2 separate regions of the Triticum aestivum genome follow, and region 2 is linked to region 1. A link is a contact called in public Hi-C data. All regions are on one chromosome and are shown on one strand. The core of a region is the stretch at or near the end of the contact, and the rest is flanking DNA. Distances in the headings are between cores, read along the strand shown. Region 1 holds the start of LOC123074900. Region 2 holds the start of LOC123079545 (60S ribosomal protein L24).

Region 1 (6,440 bases), core at 3,739-6,238:
TGAATTATTTCATGTGCAGCTACAATGCTTTCCACAATAAACCTGCCTTTTATAAAAGCAGTTTGATTAGGGGAAATCAATTCATTACAGATGGGGCCAAACTTATTGGTGACACACTTGGAAAAAAAATTAAAGCTGCAATTAGTCATAGCCAAGGGTCTAAACATTTCAATTTTGACAGCATCCACCTCCTTAGGAACTAGGGTAAGTAGAGAGAAGTTGAGTCTAAATAAATCTAGCTCACCTTTCTCCCAGTCTCTAAACAGAGCAAAAAAATCATTCTTAATAACATCCCAAAATTGCTGGTAAGACAAAAAGGGAACCCATCAGGTCCAGGAGCCCCCTCAGCATAAGAGCCAAAGACTGCCTCCTTAATTTCTTGCTCAGTAAAAGGGGTGTTAAGAATATCATTTTGAGCACTAGTAACTTTACTATCATCACCCCGAAAGTCATCTTCTAAGGTGATGTCAATTTTATCTTGGTGTCCAAATAACTTCTTAAATTTAACAGCAACATTTAGAATACCTTTAGGATCATTCACAGGACCATTTTCTCCTTCCAGCATCAGTACTTGTTTTTTCTCCTTTTCTGGTTAGCAATGGCCTTGAAGTATCCAGTATTATGTTCTCCCTCCAGGATGTCCCTCTCTCTGGACCTCTGCCTGGCTTTGATCTCCTCCCTGGTCCAGATATCATTCAGCTCACCTGAAATAGATTTAATTTTATTCCTGGAGTTAGGGGAAAGAGGTTGGGATTCTGCAATAATATCAAGGCAGTTATATTCAGCAATTAGAGATTGCTTCTGTCTATTTTGGGCAGCCTCATAATTGATGCACCACCCTTTAATAGCATTTCTAGTAATCCTAATTTTGAACTACCAAATATCAATGGCTTTAACTAAGTGACACTCAGTATTCCAAGCTTTGATCACCACTTCCCTGAAACCTTCCACCTCAAGACACCATTTCTCAAACCTGAACATTTTGTTTTTAGGGATCTTAATGGCACAGGTATCAACCACCAGAGGAGTGTGATCACTAGCCACTCTAGGCAGAGCTTTCACCTGAATATTAGGATGTAAGCTCTCCCACTCCACAGTAATGAAGACTCTACCTAAAGTGGCCATAACTACGGAATCCTAGTTGTTACCCCAAGTAAATTTCCTCCCTGAGTTTTTGAGCTCAATAAGGCCAAATTTATTAATCCAGTCATTAAAGAGATCTGCCCAATGCTGGTTTATCTCACCAGTATTTTTGTCACAAGCCTCTCCGACTAGATTAAAATCCCCACCTATCATAGTAGGGCCATCCCACATATCAAAAACACTATGCAGCTCTTGAATAAATTCTAGTTTAAAAGCATCATAAGAAAAAGCATACACAGAAATTAGTCTCCATATGTTGTTTTCTATTTTATTTCTCAGCATAAGAGCAACACTAAAGATGTGAATGTCATAACTAAAAATTTCAAACACATCATCTTTCACACCCACCAACACCCCTCCAGCAGTATTCACAGCTGGAAGCCAGTTCCACACAAATTCAAGGCCAACATCTATGGCCTCTAGTTGGGGACTGGTAAAATTTTCCTTTTTTCATTCAGAAAGACAAATAAAATTAGGGTGATGTGCTCTAATGAGCTCCTGCACCCTAGTGCTTTTGGAGGATCCATTTAGTCCTCTGACATTCCAAAATACACCTATCATGATTAAATTTTTAGTCTCCTCCTAATTTTACTCTTCCTATGGGAAGACACCTCAACCCATGGCACATCTGAGGTATCATGCACATTATTATGTGTATTATCCCCATTTTTATCTCTGCCAGTGGGATCAGGCTCAACACAATTAAATTCCTCTCCTGTGATATCAATATGAGGAGGGAGAAAAATCTTTGGGTTATTGTCTTGGAGCTTAGCTAACCTGTCTAGCTCAACCTGTTTTATTATCTCAACATTTTGAGCAGCTGTCAAGCAGTCATCTCCCATATTAATACCAGAAGATTTAGCAATATTAAGTAAAAGCTCATTATGTAAGCAGGTAAAAGAATCAGTATTCCTTTTATTACCTTTAGGAATCTCCAAGTCTCTCTTCTGCTTCAATTCTTGGGCCTTGGTCAAAGCAGGTTTTCCATCTCTTTTGATTCTGTCACTCATTCTGGTGGCTTCTATAGGCCCCCACTTCACAGCAGTTTTGTTTTTTTAGACCAACAGCCTTGTCATGACTTTGATTTACAACAGCTTCAAAGCTAGGTAGCAACCTTTCTCCAAAATCATCTCTAGTTTTCTTCTGGACCACTTCCAAATAGCTTTTGGTCAGTGGAGCTCTCTGATTTTTTGAGCCTGTAGTAATCTCAATAGTAGCCCCAGGAGTTTTGTTGCTATTTGATTTGGATCCTCTAGGAGCAGCAGAGGGCCTTGGGGTATTAATATTTTTCCCAGACTTTTCCATCTCAGTTTCCATTTCTTCTCCCAGTAGATCATCATCACTGTTGACATTGGTGTCCTCAATCTTATTGCTAGCAGGGTCAGATGGGTTGTCAGAGTTGGAGCTTTCTTTAGCATCTTTTTTCACTGCAAACCTCAACAGATACAGCTCGTGCTGAATTTCCACCACTCTATCAGTAGGTATTTTGCTGGGGTCTCTGACTGCAACTTGAATTCTCACTTTCTCATAAAAGCTTCTGAATATCATGTGCCAATCAATATTAACCAGAACCCCTAAAATGGATGCCACTTGAGCTATAACACTCCAGCTTATCCACTTTGGGGGCAATCCTTCCATTACTATCCAAGTTTCTGTCAAGGAGTCATATTCTGGCATTTCTCCTCCCCATTTCATGAAAGATATAGTTGCTTTCTTCCTTTTCAGATTCATGGATGGGTACTCAGCAAGCTCAGCAATTCTTTTATTTGGGGGGAACCTCACCAGGAATTTGTTTTTATCATATGGTCTTATCTGCCATGGCCAGTTGGTTTTCCACATCTCAGTGAAACATTGCCCAAGCTCATCTCCTGTGATATTCCCTTCCTCCACAACCACTAAGCCTACATTTCCAAAGTTAAGCCAATTGCTATCACTAACATCTCTAGCTTCCACATGGAAGAACCCCAGGCCTGTGTTAGCACTCCCCCAATAGTGTGCAGCAGGGTATGGCTTATACCAGGTGGGGCATACATCCATATGATGGCCAGCAGTTTTACAGATGAAACAATTCCTGGGCAGAGAGCACATCCCAACAAAGTGTCCAGGCAGTCCACAGTTATAGCATATGGCTCCAATGAACTTCGGATCAACATTGTAAGGTGCACTCCCCTCCACATCACTGTTGCTCTGTGTCTGATCAGCATTGTTGTCCACAGCCCCCCCCTTTGGGATATTTCTTCTTCTTGTTTTTGCTAGATCCAGAGGGTAAAGCTGGGCCATTGCCACCAGACGAGCTCCCGGAGTTGAAAGGTAGTTGCTATTGGTATGGCAGCATGCCTGGCTGCAAAGGAAACTGATAAGGGAATTTTTGCTGTTGCATAGGCCACTGACTTACACCCTGGAATTGAGCATATCCTCCTGGTGGAAATCCTGCATACATCTGGCCCTGTGAGAACATATGATTCGGTTGAGGCAGAGGAACAATCGGTGGCCTGGAGTAGATAGAGATGGGAGGCATCTGGGTCGCAGGAGCTCGAGCAGTCTGGTGTTGCGTCTCCCCTCCTCCTGATGATTTGGGGTTAGCAGTCCCACCACGCCCTGTCTCATTTCTTCCCCTCCCTGCTGCATATCTCCCTCCTCGTGAACCCTCTCTTCCAGCTCCGGCCATCCTTTTGACCACAACAGCAAATGGAATTCTCCCGTGCTCTCTAGCCCAACAATCCCTGGAGTAAATGAACTGCTTCGGAAGGGGCAGGTGATCAGCCACTCCAACAGGGTGGCAATCTTTGGCAGAGAACTCTCCACGCTCAAACAAATCTTTCCTGACCCACACTAGCGAGTCAGGAGGAGCCCTGCAGCGGCGACGGAGATGAACCCTAGCTTGGGGAACAGACTGGGCCTTGCTCTCTCTTATAGGATCTGTAGGAAGCGTCTTCTGCTTGGGCATCTCCCCTTTTCGAGCGCCAGCCAACCAGCAGTCGCCAAGTGTCTCTAGCTCGGGCCTCACATCCACCACACACCCGACAAGCAGGGCCCTCCATGCAGTGACAGAGCACCCCCCATAGTTTTTTCTCGCCGGAGAAGAAGTAACCAACGCCGGCGGCGACGTCGCCCGCCGATTCTCACGCTTATGTGCCACTTGAATCGGAGAGCCAGGAGGCGTGGATTGAAAATTATGGCAAGTAGCAGCAGAAATCCCCTCCAGAGCCCTCACCTCCACTTGGGAATCCGCGCTCAATCTCGACTGGCCGCCGTCGACGAGGATGCGTGCTGCGAAGATGCACCTGATGGTATCACCCCCAGCATGCACTCCCACCGCCGCGCCCTCCATGGATCCTTTGACTTCGCCTCCGCCCGCGCCCACATCACAACCGCTGCCGGCGGGGATTGGGGGAAGGCGGGCATCCTTGCCCTCTCCTCCATCGTGGCCTCGTCGTGGATCAATTTCGCCAGGGTCCTCTGCTCCAGATCCGCCCTCCTCTGACAGGTCCCCGCATATTGCAGCGCCATAGATCTCGTGCTCGGGTCTGTCGCCGCCACCACCACCCGATCCGCCGCTTTCCACTCCTGAACTCGCCAGATCCATGACGCGGTGGCGTCGCGGATCCTGATCGCCCGCTCCACCCAACTCCGAGCCCCAGTCACCATGAGCACTCCCTGCGGAACTGGTGAGATCAATCTCAGAATCTCCGGAAAGGCTTCGTGGATATGACGAGGCAACTGGGGAGGGGAAGGGGGTGCGGCCGCGCTCGGCGCCCGTGGTCCTCGTCGGCGAGGAGGCATGTCGAGTGGATAGCGCGGCGAGAGCTGCGGTGGATCTGGCAATGGCGAGCGGGAGGCGTGAGGTCGCCGTGGTTGCGAGCGGGGGAGCGGATGAGCATCAGATTTTAGTAAAGTTTATTTTTGTAATATATACGTTTAGAATATCGGAAAGTATTAAAGTACAATAAATAAATCAAAAACCAAAAAGACCCAGAAAAAGAATGATTCAGTGGATTCGTGCGCGCCTGGGCGGCCCAGTATGGGGCTCGCTTCAGGCGAGGCTACGATCGAACTCGCGTCGAGCGAGGTATAGGCGCGCCCATGCCGTACCCTCAAAAATCAAAAATAAATCTACGAATGCCGGACTAGTCTACATAAACGGACCCACGGAACGCAGATAAAAATGCACGACAGGAGCAGATACCTACTAGCTACCGTCCTACCGATATTTCCCGTGGATCCACGCATGCGGTGAGCATCCACTGCATCTGAGCTCTCCTGGACTCCGACGCACTCTGCGGCGTCGTTGACCACCGCAGCCCAATCATACGGGGGCACGCATGATGTTCAGCCTCCGCACGGCGCATCGCCCCCACTGTGCCGGACACATTGCGATGCGCACTCGTCGACGCACCGGGCCTGCGCACGCGACACCTCGCCCTTGGCCGCAGGTCAGTGTCACCCAGCTCGGACGCATGAACGCGGACGGACGGGTCCAGCCGGAAAAATCCAGAGAAGCGAAAAGGCCCCAGCACAACACAGGCACTGTCGTGCGCACGCAGAGACAAGAGCTCAACATGGCGCGTGAAGTTGACTTTTGAGCGGGAGGGAGGGACAAAGGACCAAGGAGAGGCCCTCCCCGTGGTATAAAATACCCCTCACACCCACCACCCAAGGCACCATTGTCGCACGCAGCAGCTCGATAGCCAAGTGCAGTGTATACTTGTGCGGTAGGCGGCGAGCGAGAGAGCCTAGACGCTCGACGGAAGAGAGGCGGAGCTTGGAGGTGGTTCATAGCACGGTGCTCCCCTCCCTTGCTCTGCGTTTTCGTTGTGGTGAAGATGGCGATATCGATGGAGCGCAGGAAGATGAAGCCCGTCCTTGCTCTCGTGCTGCTGCTGTCGTGCCATCTTCTTCTTCCGCTGGTCTCCTCCGTGCCTGTGTCGAGTAAGTGTTTGACCTCCAACCCCATGCACGCATGCATGGACCTTACTTAATATCAGTTCATCTTCTTTCTTGGCATGTGTATGTGCATGCATGCATCTTAATTTTGAGCCTTGCTCTCGGATGTAGGAAGCGTGGCCTTGGGAAATCATCTAGCCTCAGCTTCTAGTCTAACTCTGGAGGCGGCGCCTGTTCAGGTCAATCTCTCACTCTACCTGATGCCTTTGCCGTTCTTGTAGATGTACAGTATATTTCTGTTAAGCGGATTAAATTAGTTGTGGCTTGATGATAGATGTCGATTGTTACTTGTACACAGTCATACGTACCTGGCTCTGGCTTCTTCTGCTTGCCAGTGGCCGGAGCCGTCACCA
Region 2 (6,582 bases), core at 3,049-5,548, 300 kb before region 1:
AGGACACCCTGTCATGGAACTCGATCATAATGGGGATGGCCAACAACGGCGCCGAGGAGGAAGCTCTGAGCGCCTTCCATGCCATGATCGCCGAAGGGTTCAGGCCGAACGAGGTCACCTTCCTCGGCGTGCTGATCGCGTGCGCCAACGCGGAGCTCGTCGAGGAGGGACTCGGCCACTTCGAGAGCATGAGGTCGGTCCACGGCGTGGAGCCGCAGATGAAGCACTATGGCGTAGTCGTCGACCTCCTGGGGCGCGCCGGTCGGCTGACGAAGGCGCTGAGGTTCGTCGCCGAGATGCCCGTCGCTCCTGAGCTCGTCGTCTACAGGATACTGCTGGGGGCGGCCAGAACGCACGGCGATTTGGGCGTCGCCGAGGTGGTCGCCGAGAGGCTCAGGGAACTGGACGGCGGGAACAGCGGGGACTACACGCTGATGAGCAATGCGTATGCGGGGGCTGACAGATGGAGCGACGCCATGGAGGTCAGGCAGCGGATGGAGGATAGTCGTGTGAGGAAATTGCCCGCTTGCAGTGTCGTCGACTGCTGACACTGCTAGCTACAGAGTGATGCTCGGGTCCATGACCGAGAGAATTATGTCAATTACTCTGCAACCAATTTTGTCATAACGATGTGAATAATGCAAAGCAAAAAAAGATGCAAAGCTAAAAAAATAAATGCACACCCGTAGGCATATATCACTTGTATTTATATAATACTAGTAAAGAGATGATACAGATACAAGCAACAGAAAACAACGAGATTATAAACGGCTGTACCAATGCATACCGCCATCGCTGCAACTACCAAGCACCCACCATCTTCGTCGTCACTGGAGAAGGAGAGCACCAAAAACTAGTCCACATTTTGACGCTGAAGTAACCCCTAGGTTGGAGGCTTAACAAGCGCAATAGCCACCAACCCTGAAAGGTTGGATCTAGCCCGACAAGGCCCGTGAATAGGCGGCAGAATCCTCCACCATCTTCCTCGCCGCTGCCACGCCACGACGCAGGCCAGATCGAAACCGCTCCAACAGCTTGGACTCCACAAGCTTCTCCAGCTACACCTCCGATGAGCAGAAGCATGGGCTAGGAGACCATTATTCCTATGAGCATCATCGACATCTGCCCCACCATGACAGCGCCCCATTATTGACACTCAATGGCGGAGGAAACTTGAAGACCTAGAAACCCTATGCAAAGGATTTGCGGTGAGTTAACCATTCGACGCTCTTATATATCTCAAACAAAGACGTTTCAGTGTAACAAGGGTTCCATCGATTAGCCAAGTAGCGGTTTTGAATAATCTAGCAATGCGGTACCTCTGGAAATCGGTACCAAGACTTGGAAGATACTCCCTCCGTCAGTGACACTAGTGTAGTGTAAAAAGGGCTCTTATATTATGGGACGGAGGGAGTATATAATTAGGACGGGAGACTGGGAACTTGAAATAATCAGCTAGAGCCCCTTAAGATCAAGGGCAAACTATCACCACTGTACACTTTGCCGCCAACCGCAATGAGAAAACTTACCAAGTGATAAGAACCAACATAAGAACCATTCATTATAAATAAACTCATCAAGACAATCCAAAACGTTAACACCATTCAGCCTCAGAGATAAGGTGCAAATTCAAGAGGGCGGGGTAATAACTTGACAAAGGTCTATGATAGTAGGATAGGAAACAAGGCTAGGCAGCACAACTCTATGTCTATGGCGTAATCAACTTTCAACGCTTCCCGCCGCCACCGCCAATCTTTGGGCCCTTGGAACCCTTCTGCACGGCGCCCTTGCCCCCCTGTGACTTCTGGGACTTGGTCACCTCTGCCTTCTTGGCCTTCTTCTCATCCTTGGTCTTCTTGATACGCTCCTTGATCTCACTGCGTCATGATGAATCAAGGGTAAGATGATTGAAAAGCAAACAATAATATCAACAGCTGCTAGATCAGTTTTTGCAACAGAAGATTTAGGAGTAGACACAATGCTGGAACAGCAATAAAGAGATTGAAAATGTACCGGAGAGCGGCTTCTCGGGCAGCATCACGGACTTCAGGCTTCTCGGCCCTCTTCTTCTGGATAACTTCCAGAGTGGCACCAACAATCGACCGTGAGTACGGCTTCTTGGTGGTGCGGCGCCTCTTCTTGGCAGCCTCAGCATGGATGTCCTGCATTGACACATCAAAGCACAGCCCAGTAAATACACATGACAGGATGAATCAGTAACCAAAAACAAAAAAATATCCTTTGTTGCAGCAAACACAGGAAGTTGCACATCATGAGGCTTAAGATTACAGAAGGACTGGCACGATAAATACAGGAATACTAACAGAAGCACTGATCTATAAATAACATAACAAATGTCATCTAATGTTTGTTATAAATACCACGCACAAGCATATCAAACTGTAGGGAGGAATTTGCCCTCAAATTAATGACAGGTGAAATGCAAATTACAAACACACGAGCACATGCAAGCAAATTCTAGCAACATTTCTTTGGCATAAAAAGGGATAATACAGTAACTGCATGATGGAGAATGATAGTCTAAATGTGAAACCTTCTTGTGCTGCTTCCTGTACATTGCTGTCCAGCAAAGCTTTGCAGGCTTCAGGCGGTTGTGGAAGTAGCGCTTGCATTTTGAGTTGGCAAAGAGGAAAACCTGCAGCACAAAATATCTGAATCGTTAATAGGTGGTTCCTGTTTGAAGAATCAACAGAAAAAACTTCTAGGCTTAATACTGATGACCTAGACCATTCAACAACAATATTGGTGATCTTAACATAACAAAGTTTACCTGCGAATCCGAACGAATGAACCTGATACCCTTCCCTGGGTAAATCTTCTGGCCGCTAAAACGGCAAAGCTCGGTCCTGTAGAACAAATAAAACAACAATTTGAGCACTGAAACCACACTTGAGGTATCACTACTATTGAACTAAGTACAGAAGACATGCTAATTTGCAAAAACATATGGCTTACTTCAGAACCATCTTCTCAGCCTTAGAGAACTTTCACAAGCTCCTACCTAAAAATGAGACAAGAAGAACCATGAGCAACACTTAATAAGAACATAAAGCAAGGAAGTGAACACAAAAGAACAATCAACAACAAAGCAGGATCTGTAGCATGGAACAACCACAAAAGCACAATCATCAAAACCTCATATAACCAACAGGGTGTAAATTGTCTACCCTTGTCCATCTCTCATACTAAGTGTGTGATATCAGGCGACTACTGGCTGAAGAAAGTGGAGTAAATCTCTGCTGCAAAGCGGGTTCCCTGTTTCTCTTGCACAACAAAAATATGGCACCTGTGCAACCAGAACGGCTACCATGCCTCAGTACTTGTGCTCTGGTCCAAATGAACCAACCTACAGGCCCAAAAGTAAGCTAATTATCAAGTAGCTACTGTCTACACGTAGGATAAACTCTGGCACAGACAATGTCAGATGCATGTCAAACAAGAATCAAATGGGTGATGTTGGGCGACTACTGGCGGCAGAAAGTAGAGTTCAATCTCTGCTGCAAAGCGGGTTCCCATGTCTCTCTTGCACAACAAATAAATGGCAACTGAGCAACCAGAACGGCTACCGTGCCTCAGTACTTGTGCTCTGGATCCTACTTTACACAAACAAAGAATAACACAACGCCTCAATCGTAAAGGCTGGATGATTATTGGGTAACCACCGGCAGCAGAAACACAAAGAAGCCACTGCTGCAAACTGCGTACCCGTGTACATCTTGCACAGTAAAGATTAGGCCGCCGGAAACTACAACAGCAAATCTGTGTCCGGTGCCCCAGTACCCATGCAAGATCTCACGAACAGCAGGCAAATACTCACTAATGGACGCATCCAGATCACGGAACAACAACCCATGGCGCGCTCCAGCGCGACTAAAGACTGGACTCACGCAAAACGAACGCATCTCGAACAACCACCACGGCGAAACCCTAGGAACCAAGCTACCGCCGGTGACCAAGGCTGCGAATTGAGAGACGCGGCTGCCTATCGTCGGATCCAAACCAACCAGACCTCGCGAAACGAAACGGAGGAACCGGTGGACGAGCGGCGCGGCGGAAGGAGGAGCGGCGGCCGGACGGATTGGCCTAGGAGGACGGGGGAGATGGGGCGGAGGAGAGGGAGGAGAGGATGGGAGGGATACCTTGGGCGAGGAGGAGGCGCGGCGGCGGCGGATGGGGGGAAGTGGGGGGAGATGTGTGCCGCGGGTAGGGTTTTGATGACCTCGCGAGAGGTAGGGTGGGCGTGGGTTGTTGGGCTAATGGGCCGTTCGAGTAGGGTTTGCTGGTCGGAGCCCACTGTTGCTCGACCGGGTTTTTGGTCTTGTAGGCTTTCTCATTTCTCGTGCTACGTCTTTTCTGGGCGACGCCTTCTGTTTTTTGTTTTCTGATGAGGGGTGACGCCTCCTCGTGTGTGTTTTTTTGGGGTAAAGAAGTTTTACTCCATGACAACAGATTTACAGTTAAGAGACAAGAATACGTCAGTACACAGGGCGCAGCCACACATCGGTGGCACATTCAGTGCGGTTGTATCATGTTAGAATAAATCCAAGGCCATACTGTCGATTATCCGAGGACCAAGCAATCACACAAGCACGACACCGAGATTTGTTAACGAGGTTCACCGATATGGCTACATTCCGTGACTATGGGCGCTCCTCCCCATGACACCGTTACAATACCGCACCCGGTCGCCCTGGACGCCGGCACATACCGCCGGCTTCCCCTGCAGTCCGGTGCTATTATATTGACATAGGTTACATTGTGTGTCTACCCCGCTATATATGAGAGGCCTAGGATACAAGTGTCCTACCAGGACACGACTCCGTACCCTGTAAACACAATACAACTCATAGTCCAACTGTAACCTACCTTGTACACTATATTCGACACAACTCTAACAAACTCCACCTTGGCGAATATTCTCCACCACCTTGAGTTCATCAATGCATCAAACTTCCATGTACATTGGACTTGAGCTTATCCCGTGAGCACCGCTGTTACTCCAAAGACTCCATATAACTCCATCTGCAACTTGTAGTCCCTCCTTTTCTTGACCACAGCCAACACTCGAGTAAAATTAAGTTCCTTGTTACTCTAGTTTGTGCTCCCAACTTCCAGAGTTATCTGTCCAACGCAATCACACACTGATCACTGACCTGCGTGAAAATGAACAACTCACATATTGGGTGTCACACATAAGAGTTACCCGAACTCAACATCACCGCTCCTTTCTTGACCGCCTGTCTGGAACTTGAAAGAATTTCACCATTGCTTGTAGTCCCCCCGAGTCAAATTCGCAGTTGTTTCACTACATGTATGACCACCAGAGCCCTGGCCCGTCTCCATGCCCCCGTGCTTACCGCACGCCTCGCCGCTATTACCGCGTCGAGCCTCTGCCGTCCCGGTCGAGTCTCAAGGGCTGCGAAACCACACCACTCAACCTCCACTGCAAAGTACCACCGATCATCACCGACCGATGACGAGTTTCACGCTTCCATCAGACCACTAGGCTCCAGTCCGAACTACATGTCCCTCGCTTTTACCCGTTGCTGATTAGGCTTCGATTCCCTGGATCGTTACACCGTAGCCCCTCAATTCAGCTCCACCTTCAACTTGACTCCATAGTAGATGATTAGTCCACCCTCGCGCCCCGTCGACTTCAAGCTCCGTGTATACATCACCTTGAATCAACCCCGCGCCATAGTCTTGTCGAAGCCGCACAAGCCCTCGGGGCCTGCGCCACGTGTTTCCACGTCCCAGAATTCAGTCACTATCAGCATCACGCTCCTATGTCGTCGTCGCCGATCCCACCACCGTCTTCTGTACCAACCGACTTACGTCGATCCGTCAGACTGTCCAATCCGACCCAGCCGTACATATCCGACTGCAACCATGCTGAACCCTACGTCATGTCCGCCCGCACATCTCCGTGCCTTGCTTTGATGCCCTGTGTGTGCATGATCCATTTGCGAACCTCACGGTAAAACCACGTGCGCACTTAGCAACAAATCCAAAAGAAAAATTGCCTCTTCCGGGTAGCTTCCGTGGATGCACCAAACTTGTGTCCGGCAACTCCCAATGTTTTTTCTCTTTTCACCATGTTGCTAACCTCAAGCCACGTACATACCAGGTGCAGATCTTTTTTTTTTACCAAACAAATCTCATCAGGTGCCTTTGCTACTTCGTATGCTCTTTTCCGTGACTCAGCTTCAAGCAACCCGCAGCCATACACACGACAATTTTGCAGTGCAACTGATCCAGGGCTTCCAGCGCATACGTCTGCCACCGCGTGGGCTTTAGTGTGCACACGCGCCAGCCCATGAGCTGCGTCTGCCACCCATGCGCGCCTCAGACTGGGCCGCCGTGTCTCCACGTTCCTTTGATCACCGTATCGATCTCCTCTAGACCGAGTCCGACCTGGAACACCACGACACGACGCCTGCTCGATCCGACCTCGCCAGGAATCTCGCGCATGTACGCTCGCCCGACCGATCAGCCCGATCGATCGCCGCACGTCTCGCGCTGCCGCTGATGCTTTCGCCTGCCGCCACATGCACACGTGTC

Evidence for each region. A called contact is a pair of places that touch in the nucleus more often than the background predicts.
Region 2: a Hi-C map of leaf shows a contact between it and region 1, with 3 times the contacts expected there. The contact joins the promoter of LOC123079545 here to the promoter of LOC123074900 in region 1. A contact is called at or near these places in 3 of 5 Hi-C or Micro-C datasets (all in leaf).

The regions. Positions count from the first base shown.
Region 1 is chr3D:445,606,619-445,613,058 of IWGSC CS RefSeq v2.1, reverse strand. It overlaps LOC123074900, which reads right to left and starts at 4,988. Exons shown (of 3, transcript XM_044497632.1): 1 at 2,066-4,988; 2 at 526-704. The coding sequence starts at 3,423. The coding sequence ends at 2,146. LOC123074899 reads left to right here and starts at 5,769. Exons shown (of 3, transcript XM_044497631.1): 1 at 5,769-6,072; 2 at 6,199-6,266. The coding sequence starts at 5,967.
Region 2 is chr3D:445,909,568-445,916,149 of IWGSC CS RefSeq v2.1, reverse strand. It overlaps LOC123079545 (60S ribosomal protein L24), which reads right to left and starts at 4,298. Exons shown (of 6, transcript XM_044502323.1): 1 at 4,161-4,298; 2 at 2,977-3,022; 3 at 2,792-2,867; 4 at 2,555-2,656; 5 at 2,014-2,162; 6 at 1,537-1,877. The coding sequence starts at 2,987. The coding sequence ends at 1,727. LOC123079547 (pentatricopeptide repeat-containing protein At2g22410, mitochondrial) reads left to right here. Exons shown (of 2, transcript XM_044502327.1): 2 at 1-1,303. The coding sequence ends at 548.